Regions from separate parts of the Sus scrofa genome. Here region 1 is linked to region 2. A link is a contact called in public Hi-C data. All regions are on one chromosome and are shown on one strand. Each heading gives the region's core, a stretch centred on a gene start, on an enhancer-like site or on the middle of the called end of the contact. The rest is flanking DNA. Distances are from core to core; before and after follow the strand shown. Region 1 holds the start of DONSON (protein downstream neighbor of Son). Region 2 holds the start of TMEM50B (transmembrane protein 50B).

Region 1 (7,026 bases), core at 2,925-5,424, 110 kb after region 2:
TTTTCATTTTCTTTCTCAAAAGGCCTTAGAAAACAATGGTTTAGTTCAAGCAACTCTTGCCTGCCAACAATGAATAATACTCACAACAGGTCTATAAATTTAACGGGCAGCTATTGAATCTGATTTTTGAAACTGTATGAAAGCATCATTTGGGAAATAAAATATTTTCCAAGTTCCTGTGTTTTTAAATGTCAACAGAAAAACTTAATGGAAAGAAATATCTCTGCTGTTTCGCAGAGAAGTACACTGTACACTTAATTTGTTACTTTTTTTTTAACTTTTTTTTTTTTTTGGTCTTTTTGCCTTTTCTAGGGCCACTCCTGCGGCATATGGAGGTTCCCAGGCAAGGGGGCTAATTGGAGCTGTAGCCACTGGCCTACGCCAGAGCCACAGCAATGCGGGATCTGAGCCGCATCTGCAACCTACACTACAGCTAATGGCAACGCCGGATCAAGGCCAGGGATCGAACCCGAAACCTCATGGTTCCCAGTTGGATTCGTTAACCACTGCGCCACAACAGGAACTCCCTTAAATTGTTACTTTAAAACACAGCTGTTTTCCTTGTGATGGAACATGATAGAGGATAATGTGAGAAAAAGAATGACTACCTCTATGTATGACTGGGTCACTCTGCTATACAGCAGAAATTAACAGAACATTGAAAACCAACTATAACAGAAAAAATAAAACTCTTTAAAAAAATAAAAAATAAAACATGGCTGTTTTCTTTCAGTTACCTGAATACTTTGAGGCAAAGTGACTTCTGTTGCCCTACAATGCTGGATGACACCTTGAGCCTCTTCCTGTGCTTTCAAATGATCTGCCCAGGTAAAGGGTTGAGAAGAGGTAAAAAGGAGTCGAGTTTTAATACTCCAGTCCACAGGTAACTCAGTACTTTCTGAGGATGGAATATCAGATTCGGAGAATGATACATGAGGAATCTTTCAGAAAACAAAGAAAACAAAACTTAGAAAAAGGGTACCAAGAAAGAAGCCCTCCCATCTATAAAATTCATCAACTAAAATACAATCCGTGAAACTTCAAAATGTTATGTATTATACAATAAATAACATTGAAAATACACTCACACTGTGAAGAGGTATGGAAACAATAAACCTTTAACACTGCTTACCTCTGGAAAATGGGATTTTTTTTGTTGTTGTTGGGGGGTGGTACTGGATGCACAGTTTTCATTTTTTAGTTTATTATAGTTCTATATAGTTTAGTTACAAGAGACAAGTACTATTTTCATAATCATCATTTTTAAAAAAAATCCACTATAAAATAGTATTATCAAAGCAGAAATCTTCCAAGTATTTTTTCTTAATTTTTTAAATCTTTGGGGCTGCACCCTCGGCATGTGGAGGTTCCTGGGCTAGGGATCAAACCTGCGCCTCTGCAGCTGCTCGAGCCGCTGTAGTTGGATTCTTAACCCAATGCACCACATCGGGAACTCCTCCAAGTATTTTTTAAAAAGCATCCTTTAAGCTTCTAAAACTCTGGAACCAGGGCAAAGCTGCTCTTGCAGGTAACTTAGGTTGGGTTCCAGGAGGCCATATTTAAGATACATTTCCCAACCTCAAATATTCCTCCCCAACTGTTTTGCTGTCAAATCAGTATTCTCCACATTACAGTGATTCTCTTAGATGACATTATTAAAAAAAATAATAAGGAAGAGGAGGCAATTTCCAAGAGACCCTGTGAAGACCATTTATTTGCAAGGAAAGGAGACTGGGTCTTGGGGAACTCTTCTTGTCTGCTCCCATTAGGACAAACTATGTATTTGTTAAAGTATCACGAAAGTAGCTGAGGAACGGAATCAAGAAGAGTGTTTTGGGAGTTCCCTTTGTGGCTCAGCCATTAACGAATCCAACTATGATCCATGAGGATGCCTGTTTGATCCCTGGCCCAGCTCAAGGGGGTTAAGGATCCAGCATTGCCATGGGCTGTGGTGTAGGTGGAAGATGAAGTTTGGACCCGGCTGGCTGGGGCTGTGGTATAGGCCAGCAGCTGCAGCTCCAATTCCACCCCTAACCTGGGAACCTCCATGTGCCACCGGTGTGGTCCTAAATTAGGAAAAAAAAAAGAAAAAAAAAAAAGAAAGCAAGCAAAGAGTGTTTTGTGTGCGTGGTGGTGGTATCGAGGTTCAGTGATATGCCACAACTGTGTTGCTAATCTGGGGATTTGGTCTGAAGATTCAGTGAAGGATTAAAAGTTAAAAAAGCAGCGAAGCCTGGAGAGGTTAGCTCTGAGTGATGAGCTAGACTTCTTAACTACCTACAGAAGAGTTAGAAAACTACAGGGGTGAAAGGAAAACGCACATTTATGCCTAGTTTAGCACTGGCGCTGTTATAAAGAAAACTACCACACACAAAGCCTTGAGTCCTTTACCATCATTTCAGTCCTGGTGGAGATGATCACTCTCTGTGCAGCCATTTTTCAAGTAAAATGCTTCTGAGAAGTATGGATTGATATTATAAGAATATACACTCTGAGGACATTTAAAAAGTATTACCTGGAGAAATTCACTAATGGCTCGTCTTTCAGAAAACTTTTCTTCCCATAGCAAATCATTTTCTTGATTAGAATCTAAACGCTGAAATTAAAAAGATGGTCCTTTTCAATCATAAATGACGCTGTAGTTTGCTTTAAACACGTAGAGCCTCACCTGGCCTTCAAGTTTCTCAATAAATCCGAGGGCAGGAATTCACATGCACCCAAATCAGTGTATCAGTATTTCACTTCAAATTTGTGTCTGAACTTTACTCTCAAGACGGAAGCGGGGGAAAGGCAGGTAATTTGCACAACTCATAACGCAATAATCAATCATCTCAATTCAAAAGATCCAAAAGGTTTTGGGCTAAGACAAATACCAGTAAATTCTGACTCCATGAATCCTCAGTATTCCTTCAACTGCAGGATCATTTTGAGCACGTGAAAAGGGAAGCCCAGAATCACGCTGGGAAGAGCGTCTCGTAACCTTCCCAGCACACAGCGGCCCTCCCGGAGTTGTTCTAGGATTGTTCCGCGCTCTCTCCCCCGGTCTCTAACCCCCGACGGGACGGTTGCAGCCCAAACTCCCCGGGCCGGGCTCCGGACTGGACCGAGGGAATGGGGTCCTCTCCTCAGGACCCGCGGGCGCCGCACGTCCCGCGGCGGCTGGCGGAGCGCACTTCACGCCCCCCGGACCTGGCAGAGCAGCCGCCTCCCAAGTTTAGGGCTCCCTGGGCGGCGGGCGGCTGGCACTTGGCGCCCATTTCCCTCCTGGAACGCGAGAACTCGCCACCCCTACCTCACAGCCGAGTCGACCCACAAAGTACAAGAGCCCCTCGGCCCCCAGGCACGAAGACACTCACCGGGCCCGGTGCCTCCTGCTGGCTGCGGGGCGGCCCGTCGGGAGGCTCGGAGGCGGCCCGCGGCCGGTTGTCCAGTCGAGCGAAGGGGTTTCTTCGGGCCGCGGCCGGGGCGCCGCCGCCTCTGCTCGCCGCCGCCGGGAAGGGGCGGAGAGGCAGCCCGGCCGCCAGGGCCGCGCGGCGGGTCGTCTGCTCAGGCCGCTCCTTGGGCGGGGGAGCAGCTCCAAGGCTCCGGCCCCTTTTCCGTCGGAGCCGCAAGGTCTCGGGCGGCCTTTTGAAACTGGGCGAGTAGCCGGGAACTGACAGAGCCATGACGCGCGGCGAAGGCCGAGGAAGGGGAACCCGCAGCCCGGTAGGCGCTTCCCGCGCGCGCCAGCCCCGCCCCACTACGCGGCCCCGCCCCCGAGGCTCCTCGCGGCGCGTGCGCCGTCAGGCGCTCACGAGGCCCCGCCCCCGGCTTGCGCCTCCGGGGCTTCGGGTGCTCCAGTGCCCAGCGCTTCCCGGGACGCCGCCTTGGCGCTCCTTCCTGCTCCGAGGATGCAGTCGGGTCGCCGGGTGCTAAGTGGCTGGGAAGCGCGCGGTCCAAGGCACCGGAATAGCCGAGCACTATTTAAATCCGAAGCAGGGTGTGATGAGCCCCGGGCAGGGCGCCAGGATGAAAAGGAAACGTCACACTTGAGCTCGCCTCGATAAGCTTTCGGAAGTGCAGTGTTCAGGTCCAGAGCTGGAAAGAGTGGCCTGGGCCTCCTCCCCCAACCCCCCAAAACGGAGAACCCGGATAGGAAATCAGCACGCTGGCTGTGCAAGCGTAGCCTCCCGGCCCCCTTCCCAAGCATCGCCACTGCAGCCTTCCACGCAAACACTGCAGTAGCCGCAGGCGAGTTATTGTGATGGTCCTGATGGATCCTGAGGAAACCCTGGAGTGAATGAATATTTGAAAAAAAAAATTAAGTTGCTATGGGCTAGATCCTTTCAGGCTTGAAGATATATTCAAATGATTAGGTTAGGACAGCAAAGGCTTGTTAAAGAAGGAAGGTATTGAGAAGAGAGTGTAATACAAAAGTAATGTTATTTTGATACAGCAGGAGATTCCAACAGCTTTATAGATAGTAGCATGGCTTCTGCTTAAAGCAGTTTTCATCATGGAAAGAATTTTAGAAGAGGCAAATATATAGAAACAATAACTAAAAAGCCTTTTAGAATATTCCCTTTAGATGCTAATTTTAGAATTGTCTTGAGTATTTTTTCAAGTACTTCTCAAATACTTCAAATAACCCTGAGCATCTTGTCTCAGCAGGAAATATGCTTAAAAAATGTAAAAACTTGCTTTTATCTTCCTTAACTTTTCCCAATTTCCAAGGCAACTCAGGCTTCAAATACTGGAATAGGCTCATCCAACTGAGGTCTGAGAAAGAACAAAATTAAAATTGAACAACTTGCTTCTTTCTTCGTTGATTTTTCTGAACAACTTCCATGGTAACTTTTGCCTCGTATAGTGGAATAGGTTCATCCAATTGAGGTCTGAGGAAGAATGAAATTATTAGAAATGTCAGGTCTAGTTAAGGATGAGTAGAGTACATAGAATGGTAGTTGACAACTGCTATAGTTCCACTCTATTACTTTAAATAAACTTGTCTATTAATATTTCCATTGTTAAATTTTTAAGTGGTTAAATTTTGAAGGGGGAAAATAGCTATTTAATCCACTCCCTCTTTTTTGATAAACAGATCCAACTAAGAAACAAATAACAAAACAGTACTTTTCCCTCCTGCCAAGTTGTGGGTTATTTCAAGTTGCTTTGGGAGAGGTGATGAAGGCGAGTAAGGGGTGAGGTACAGTATGGAAGGGAGGAAGGAAAACTCACAAACCACTTGTATCTTAGGGAATACTTACTGGTGTATCATAAGATATGCTTTGAGAAATATTAAAGAGCAGCTATTTATCTAAACAAAATAGCAAAATATGGAGGTGACAGGTATACTAAGAAAGCTGAAACAAAAATGGGAATGCCCATTTTAACTGCCGAGGATAAAAAAATTAACTAGAACAATGAAGCTGGTCATTTAGCATACCTAAAAACACCAGTTGATAACTTCTCCATCACATCTTTTAAGATACGTAGCTGGAAAGACTGTTAAGGTGGCAACGCAAAGAAGAGAGGAGTAAATCAAAACCATTTGATAAGCAGAGGGTATTAGGTAGGTCACCTATGTTGTTCTTTTTCCTTTTTTTGGCCGCCTGTGGCAAATGGAGTTCCAGAGCCAGGAATCAGATTGGAACCGCACTTGCGACCTAAGCCACAGCTGCAGCAATGCCAGATCCTTAACCCACTGTGCCGGGCTGGGGATCGAACCTGCATCCCAGCACTCTCAAGACGTTTCGCCACAAGGGGAACTCCTGTTGTTGTTGAACAGAAATGCTGTAAGCTGTCAAATTTACCTCTAAAACAGGAAAATGGGGGAACTGATTTGAGCAAGGTGGTGACATAATAAATAGAGCCCATACTTCTAGGGCCACGTGATGAGAGAAGCAAGCCTAATGCCCATCCTAAGTAATGACTAGTGTTATCCCAAATGGATACTAACAGAACTGGGTCAGGGGTTCATTTTAGCACTTCGAATGGTATTTTTAGTTAAAAACAATTTTAGCACTTGCCTCTCTTACTTTGGGTGCACATTTATTATTAAGCCAGATGATAATATATATGCAGGAAAGTTAATAATCTGTAGGTGGGTGTAACATATGCTACGAAGAGAACTAAAGGAGTGTAAACTTAAAACCTCTAGTCATTTAATTAAAATTCTAATATTAGGACTGAGAGTCTCTATAAACTGATAGCACAGGAGTTATTTTATGGTGTATAATCACACATTTGGAATCCCGCACTATGTTAAATCTCAAGTAGCAACTGGCTCATGTGTGATGACACTGAGGGGGGTTTGCACAACCGAGGACTCAAGTCTCATTTAGGACTTTAGAATTCAGGACATTAGAAAATACAAATTAGAAAACATGAACATAAGCTATTTTTAAGATTTTCTTTTTTGGCCTCGCCTGCAACATGGGGAAGTTCCCCAGCCAGGGATCAAACCCTTACCACAACAGTAAACTAAGCCACAGCAGTGACAGTGCTGGATATGTAACTGCTAGGCCACCAGGGAACTCCTGAAGATATTTCTAAGAGGACCTAAAGAATATTTATTCACTATTCATGTATTGCAAATTCTCTCTACTTCTGTTAATGAAATTGCCAAGAGTGTGTGTCATGTATCTATGCAAAACACATACTTCTGATTTTGGAAAATTTAGCATTTTATATAAACATGTCATATTTCAACGAATATGTTAAAGGTTAAAATCTTCTCATGGTGGAGGGAAGGGAGAACAGTTAAGAGAATTAAGCACTGCAGGCAAAGCAGCCAGCCTGACAGGTAAGATGCAAAACACACTAACTAATGTTACTTCTAACACATGGTATTCTCTACCATCAGCGCTCTCTGCTTTTATTTATTTATTTACTTATTTTGTCTTTTTAGGGCCACACCCATGGTATATGGAAGTTCCCAGGCTAGGGGTTGAATTGGAGCTGCAACTGCCGGCCTACACCACAGCCACAGCAATGAGAGATCCGAGCCGCATCTTCGACCTACACCACAGCTCATGGCAACAGCAG
Region 2 (6,323 bases), core at 1,224-3,723:
CAGGAAGGTATTACACAACATATGCCTCTTCATATTTTCTCTTCCTGAAGGCCCTCTCTACCCATTCCTGCCAGGCCAGTCGAATGAGTCAATACAGCCTTAAAGTCAACACCACTAAGTGCTAACAAGGTGAATAAATCCACCATTATTTAACCTGGTCCTCAAATATTTTGTGATCCAGTCTCTAAATGCAAAGAGACAAACAGATTCTAAAAATGCATATGAATCAAACAAATTAGCTACTGCCTTTAAATGATAAAATCCTTTCCGATTTTGTCACTACTGTGGCTGGGGTTCAGTCCTTGGCCAGGGAACTTCTGCATGCCACAGGTGCAGCCAAAAAGGAACAAAATAATAAGGCATTAAATTATAAAATCCTATCAGTTATAAGAAGTGAAAAGAGCACTAAAATTATACTTTAAAATACAATTATCTGTTTAAACCACCTACCTGAAACTTATCCTACAATGCCAAAAGGATTTTCATCCATAATGGTGAAAACCCAGAAACAACCAAAATGATCATCATTAAGGGATCGAGAAAATTTGAGTATTTCCAGAGTTCCCTGGTGGCACAGCAGGTTAAGGATCCATGGCTGTCACTGCTGTGGCTCAGATCACAGCTGTGGTGCAGGTTCCAACCCTGGCCTGGTAACTTCCACCTGCGGCAGGCATGGCCAAAAAAAAAAAAAAAATTAAAGAGTACATCCAAACAGTACATCCAAAAATGAGATAGGTCAGCATGTACTAAGTTAATGTATCTTTAATTTTTTTTTAAGCTAATGTATCTTTATATTAAAGTAGTTGCCCAACAGTATTATGGCACAATCCCCTCCTAGGGACTGGAATTGAGGATGTAAAGTATGCAACGTCCAAAATCAAGGAAGTCTAACTTTTTTCTTGATACTCTTCTGCGCACTCTGAATTTTTTACTTGATGTTCCTCTGTAATATTTTTAAAATGTTTACAACCTGAATATATTGTAATCACTTAAAAGGAGCCGATAAGGATAAAATAATAAGATAAATTCTTTACCTTAGACTCCAGAAAATGAATTCGGAAATAATCAGCCAGTTAAGGCTGCTGTGATCCTAGCGGGCAGAGAAGGATGGGGGGTGGGGAGGGCGTGTCTCCGGAAGAGAAACACGACATCCTTCCCCGGCTCTCATTACACCAGCTTTTTCCTGCCGCATCATTATTCAAGAGAACGTCTTGTTTTCATTTTAAGAACGAGGAGGCCTGCCACACTATTACCGGTAAAAAATGCCTAACGTCTGTTCTACGTCTGAACAGTATGACAGAAGAGAAGACAACTGACCCTGACCGAAGATGATGTAAAAGAAGCGTGACAAGCCTGGGAGTAGGAGGCTTGGGAAATGTTAAGAAAGGGGATTTATATAAAGTGCAAGTCGGTGAAGAGTTGGCGCGAAGAGGTGGGACACTCCGAAAAGAGAAATTAATGTCTTTGAGAGGTATAACGCTGGTTACACATTCACTCCAATCGGAGCTTGACTCTCCCCAACACACACACACACACACACACACACACACACACGCATGCACAGCGCTAGCAGCAGGGAGCGAGCGAGGACAATCTCATTACTGCTTTGGCTTTAAAAGGTTATATATTTACCTTTCCGATTAAGCACCTTCCAGTGATGAACTCGGAAGCCAATTTATTGGTTAAAAACCAAGCGTCTTCCCCAGCACAACTACCATTGCTACCTGGGCTACGCTCCTCATCTAAAAGGACACTCAACACTTTATGATTAATCCTGGAAAGAATGTTGACCCTCCTCTATTCCCTCTTTCCACCTCTGTCCCTACTCTCCTAAGGAGCGAGTCGGAAAAGTCCACCAAACACTTAACAACATCGCCAGCAGAGGCTGAGACCAAACGGGAGGGGTGAGCAAGTCCTCGAAAGGCCCCCAGACGCCGAGTGCGGGCCGCACGTCTCTCCCCTGCGCCGGGCACCGCGGTGAAGCTGACAGGTTCGGGATGGAAACCTGTGCAGATCCTCCAGGGAAGCAAGTCGACGGCGAGATAACGCGGCGTAGCTGCCTGCCCCGGCCGAACGCGCTCCCCGGGCGCCCAAGAAGACATGGGCTGGTGAGCAGGGAGCGGCGGAGGCCCCCGCCCCGCAGGCCGCCCGTATGCTCCGCGAACCCGCTCCGCCCCGCGACGCCGCGCACCGCGCACGGGAAAGGCCGGGCGCTGTCGTCCCTCGCAGGCCGGGCCGGCTGAGGACGCCTCTCCAAGAGCAGGCGGTGGGCGCTAGCCCCCAGCACGCCCCGAAACTGACTGCCCGCACTCACCCGGCTTCCCCCACGCCCACGCCAACGCGAGGCGCGCGCGCAGAGGAGGAAGCTGCCGTGCAGCTGTCTAGCCCGCGTCCTCCGCTCCACTTCAGCCCCCGGGAGCCGGGAGCGGGCGGCGGGCGTGAGGCGAGGGCGCCGGTGGGGCGGGGCGCGGCGCCGTGCGCAGGGAAGCAACCAATCGGCGTGCAGCAAGTGGCCGGCCGGAGGCGGGGCAAGGATCTAGGGGCGGGGCGAGGCAGCCAAGGGGCGGGGTGAGGGCGGTCGTTCTGCGGCCCCCTGGGAGCTGCTGGCTGGACTCTGCGCCTTGTGATTCGCGGCAGCGCTGACCTGACCCCTCTGTTGTTTTCTGGGCGGCATCAGTGCTGCGTTTCCGCTCAAGGACTTCAAGTGCAGCATCGGTGAAATCACACGTGTGGGAGGAGCCCAAGACCTAGAGAGCGGAGGTTGTCTTTGCCCCTGGGTTAAGCGGCTTTGACCGAGAGCAGCCCAGGGTAGGGCGTGTACTCCAGGAGGTTCTCAGAAACGGGGGGTCTCTAGAAGTGACCTTTTCCAATCCCTAACGCTCAGAAATGGAGGCCTAGAAAGGTGAGATTTCTGGTCCAAGGCTACCAACTAGTACAGCAACCCGAAGTTACCGGTACAGTACAACTACGCCTTTTATTTTTTGCTTTTTTTTTTTTTTTTTTTTTTTTTTTGGTTTTTCTATTTTCTTACTAGGGCCGCACCCATGGCTTATGGATGTTCCTGGTCCCCAGCCACAGCAACACGAGATCCGAGCTGCATCTGTGACCTACCCACAGCTTGCAGCCAAGCCAGATCCTTAACACGCTGAGCGGATCAAACCCGCGTCCTCATGGACACTAGTTGGATTCTTAACCCGCTGAGCCACAACGGGGAATTCCCTACAACTAACTAGTCTTAATTCTGTTCTTATGTTTTCCTGGCTATCTACCAGATTTTTGCTTTCTCGTGGTCCAGTATCTTCCTACTGTCTCCTTTAAAGAGGATACATCTTGAATTTTCAGTGTAACTTCAATAGCCTTTGAAAGCCTGGTCTGAATTTCCTACAGAATATAAAGTGTAATTAGTTATTTGGGGAAAAGACATTGTGTAAAAGTCCAGGTATTTTCAATGGGATTCTAAAAATGTTTTCCCCTGAAATATAATGAAATAAAAGGTTTTGTGTTCCAAGTTGTCACAAAATGCCACTCTCTTATATTCCTGTTACTCCTATAAATCTTATACATGTAAGAGAAACAACCTCTGCTTTTTATTTTTCCACTATCTCTCAGTTCTCATTTTCATGGATGTTATTTTTCTATCTTTTATATTCTGTCATTTGGCAAATAATACATTTGTAGTTATATTACCCATCATCCTGACACATATGCTAGGATCTAGATGCTCAGTAATTATTTGTTAAATAAATTACTTTTGAAACATTTGCAACCTTAAAACTAGTTAGATTACTGATCTATAAAAGTTGACTTTTTAAAATCTTACTTTTTGGGGGCAGTTCCCATTGTGGCTCAGCAGGTTAAGAACCCAACATAGTGTCTGTGAGGATGTGGGTTCAATCCCTGGCCTCGCGTGGTGGGTTAGGGATCCAGCCATGCCACAGCTGCAGCTCCAATTTGACCCCTAGCCCTGGAACTTCCATATGCTGCAGGTGCAACTGTAAAAAGAAAAATATAAATAAATAAATAAAATATTACTTCTTTTTTGAGTGTTATATTAGAATGAGGTTGGCTGCAAGAAGCAGGGGGAAACAACTACAAAATAACAGTGGCTTAAACAGAAAGCCACTGGTATCTCCCTCATGTGTATAAGTCCAAAGTTAGTCTGGAGCTGTCCAGTGTCACTTCGCAGGGACAGATCCAGCCTCCTTGTTGCAGCTAAGAGAGTCACACATGTATTTATTTATGCATTTGGAAGATAGCCTCTGTACCCAGTGTTACCTCCTGGTCCAAGGGAGCTGCTGGAGCTCTAGCCATTATGCCTGCATTCCAACCAGCAGATGAGAGGACAAAGGGAATACCCTCTCTAAGAACTTTTCCCGGGAGTTCCTGTTGTGACACAGTGGAAACGAATCCAACTAGTATCCTTGAGGATGCAGATTAAATCCCTGGCATCTCAATCAGTGGGTTAAGGATCCATCGTTGATGTAAGCTGTGGTATAGGTCATAGAGGCAGCTCAGATCCCGTGTTGCTGTGGCTATGGTGTAGGCCTGCAGCTACAGCTCTGATTTGACCCCTATCCTAGGAACCTCTATATGCCCTGGGTGCAGACCTGAAAAGCAAAAAAAAAAAAAAAAAAAAAAAAAAAAAAGGAGGGAGAGAACTTTTCCCAAAGTTTGCATTATATCATTTCTGCTTTCATTCTGCTGGCAAAGACTTAGTCACTGGGCTACACTAAACTCAAGGAAGTCTGGAAAATAGGGTTTCAATACTGAAAAAGGAAGGAAGAACAGATACTGGAAGACGAGTAGAAATCCATAGTCTCAAATCTAATCACTGTTTAAAGTATTAAGTATTTTAAGATTCTCCAAGACTTTGAAACTTTATTGCAGAAGAATATCTGTGAGCAAATTCTTTTTTTTTTTTGTTGTTGTTGTTGTTGTTGTTGTTGTTGTTGTTGTTGCTATTTCTTGGGCCGCTCCCGCGGCATATGGAGGTTCCCAGGCTAGGGGTTGAATCGGAGCTGCAGCCACCGGCCTACGCCAGAGCCACAGCAACACGGGATCCGAGCCGCGTCTGCAACCTACACCACAGCTCACGGCAACGCCGGATCGTTAACCCACTGAGCAAGGCCAGGGATCGAACCCGCGACCTCATGGTTCCTAGTCGGATTCGTTAACCACTGCGCCACGACGGGAACTCCAAATTCTTTTTTTTATATTTTTTATTTTTTTTAATTTAATTTTATTTATTTATTTTTGTCTTTTTGCCATTTCTTGGGCTGCTCCTGCGGCATATGGAAGTTCCCAGGCTAGGGGTCCAATGGGAGCTGTAGCCGCTGGCCTACACCACAGCCACAGCAACGCGGGATCCAAGCCACGTCTGCAACCTACACCACAGCTCACGGCAATGCCAGATCCTTAACCCACTGAGCAAGGCCAGGGATCAAACCCACAACTTCATGGTTCCTAGTCGGATTTGTTAACCACTGAGCCACGATGGGAACTCCTCTGTGAGCAAATTCTTACCTCCATGTATGAAGAAAGATGTTTCTACTGACCTACCATTAGGATGCACATGCTTTGAGTTGCCTTTCCAGATGTGAGTGGGGACTTACCCTAATGCAGCTGATTTCTCTATCATTCTATAAGCCTCTACTTCACAAATAGAGTCAAACATGTATATATCTATGCTTTCAAAAATATGGGCATTTGATGGAGTTCCCTGGTGGCTCAGCAGCTTAAGACATAGCATTGTCATAGCTGTGGCATGGATTCTATTCCTGGCCTGAGAACTTCTGCGTGCCTCAGGCAAGGCCAAAAAGAAGGAAACAAAATGGGCATCTGAAAGATATTGGGGGAGTTCTCGTCGTGGCTCAGTGGTTAACAAACCAGACTAATATCCATGAGAATGCAGGTTCAATCCCTGGTCTCACTCAGTAGGTCAAGGCTCTGGTGTTGCCATTAGATATGGTGTAGGTTGCAGACTCGGCTCAGATCCTGCATTGCTGTGGCTCTGGCGGAGGCTGGCAGCCACAGTTCCAATTGGACCTCTAGCCTGGGAACCTCCATATGCCACAGGTGCGGCCCAGAAAAAGACAAAAAGACCAAAAAACAAACAAACAAACAAAAAGAAAGATATTGGGATTAAGTTGCTGATGTCAACATTTCAATGTCAGCATTTCAAATGTATTGATTTGAGGAGTTCCCACTGTGGCTCACTGGGTTAAGAACCCAATGTAGTCTCCAGGAGGATGTGGGTTTGATACCTGGCCTCGCTCTGTGGGTTAAGGATCCGGTGTTGCTGAGAGCTATGGCATAGATTGCAG

What was found. Hi-C and Micro-C count contacts between places; a contact is called where the count stands out from the background.
Region 1: a Hi-C map of embryonic fibroblasts shows a contact between it and region 2, with 2.3 times the contacts expected there. The contact joins the promoter of DONSON here to the promoter of TMEM50B in region 2. A contact is called at or near these places in 19 of 47 Hi-C or Micro-C datasets (alveolar macrophages, blood, embryonic fibroblasts and 9 more) and 2 of 2 datasets of contacts at active chromatin or transcription factors (alveolar macrophages and skeletal muscle).

Annotation. Positions count from the first base shown.
Region 1 is chr13:197,200,069-197,207,094 of Sscrofa11.1, forward strand. DONSON (protein downstream neighbor of Son) reads right to left here and starts at 4,175. Exons shown (of 10, transcript XM_013990191.2): 1 at 3,357-4,175; 2 at 2,516-2,596; 3 at 738-941. The coding sequence starts at 3,665. It overlaps CRYZL1 (crystallin zeta like 1), which reads right to left. Exons shown (of 13, transcript NM_001098596.1): 12 at 5,426-5,471; 13 at 4,405-4,874. The coding sequence ends at 4,775.
Region 2 is chr13:197,090,835-197,097,157 of Sscrofa11.1, forward strand. It overlaps TMEM50B (transmembrane protein 50B), which reads right to left and starts at 2,474. Exons shown (of 7, transcript XM_021070935.1): 1 at 2,315-2,474.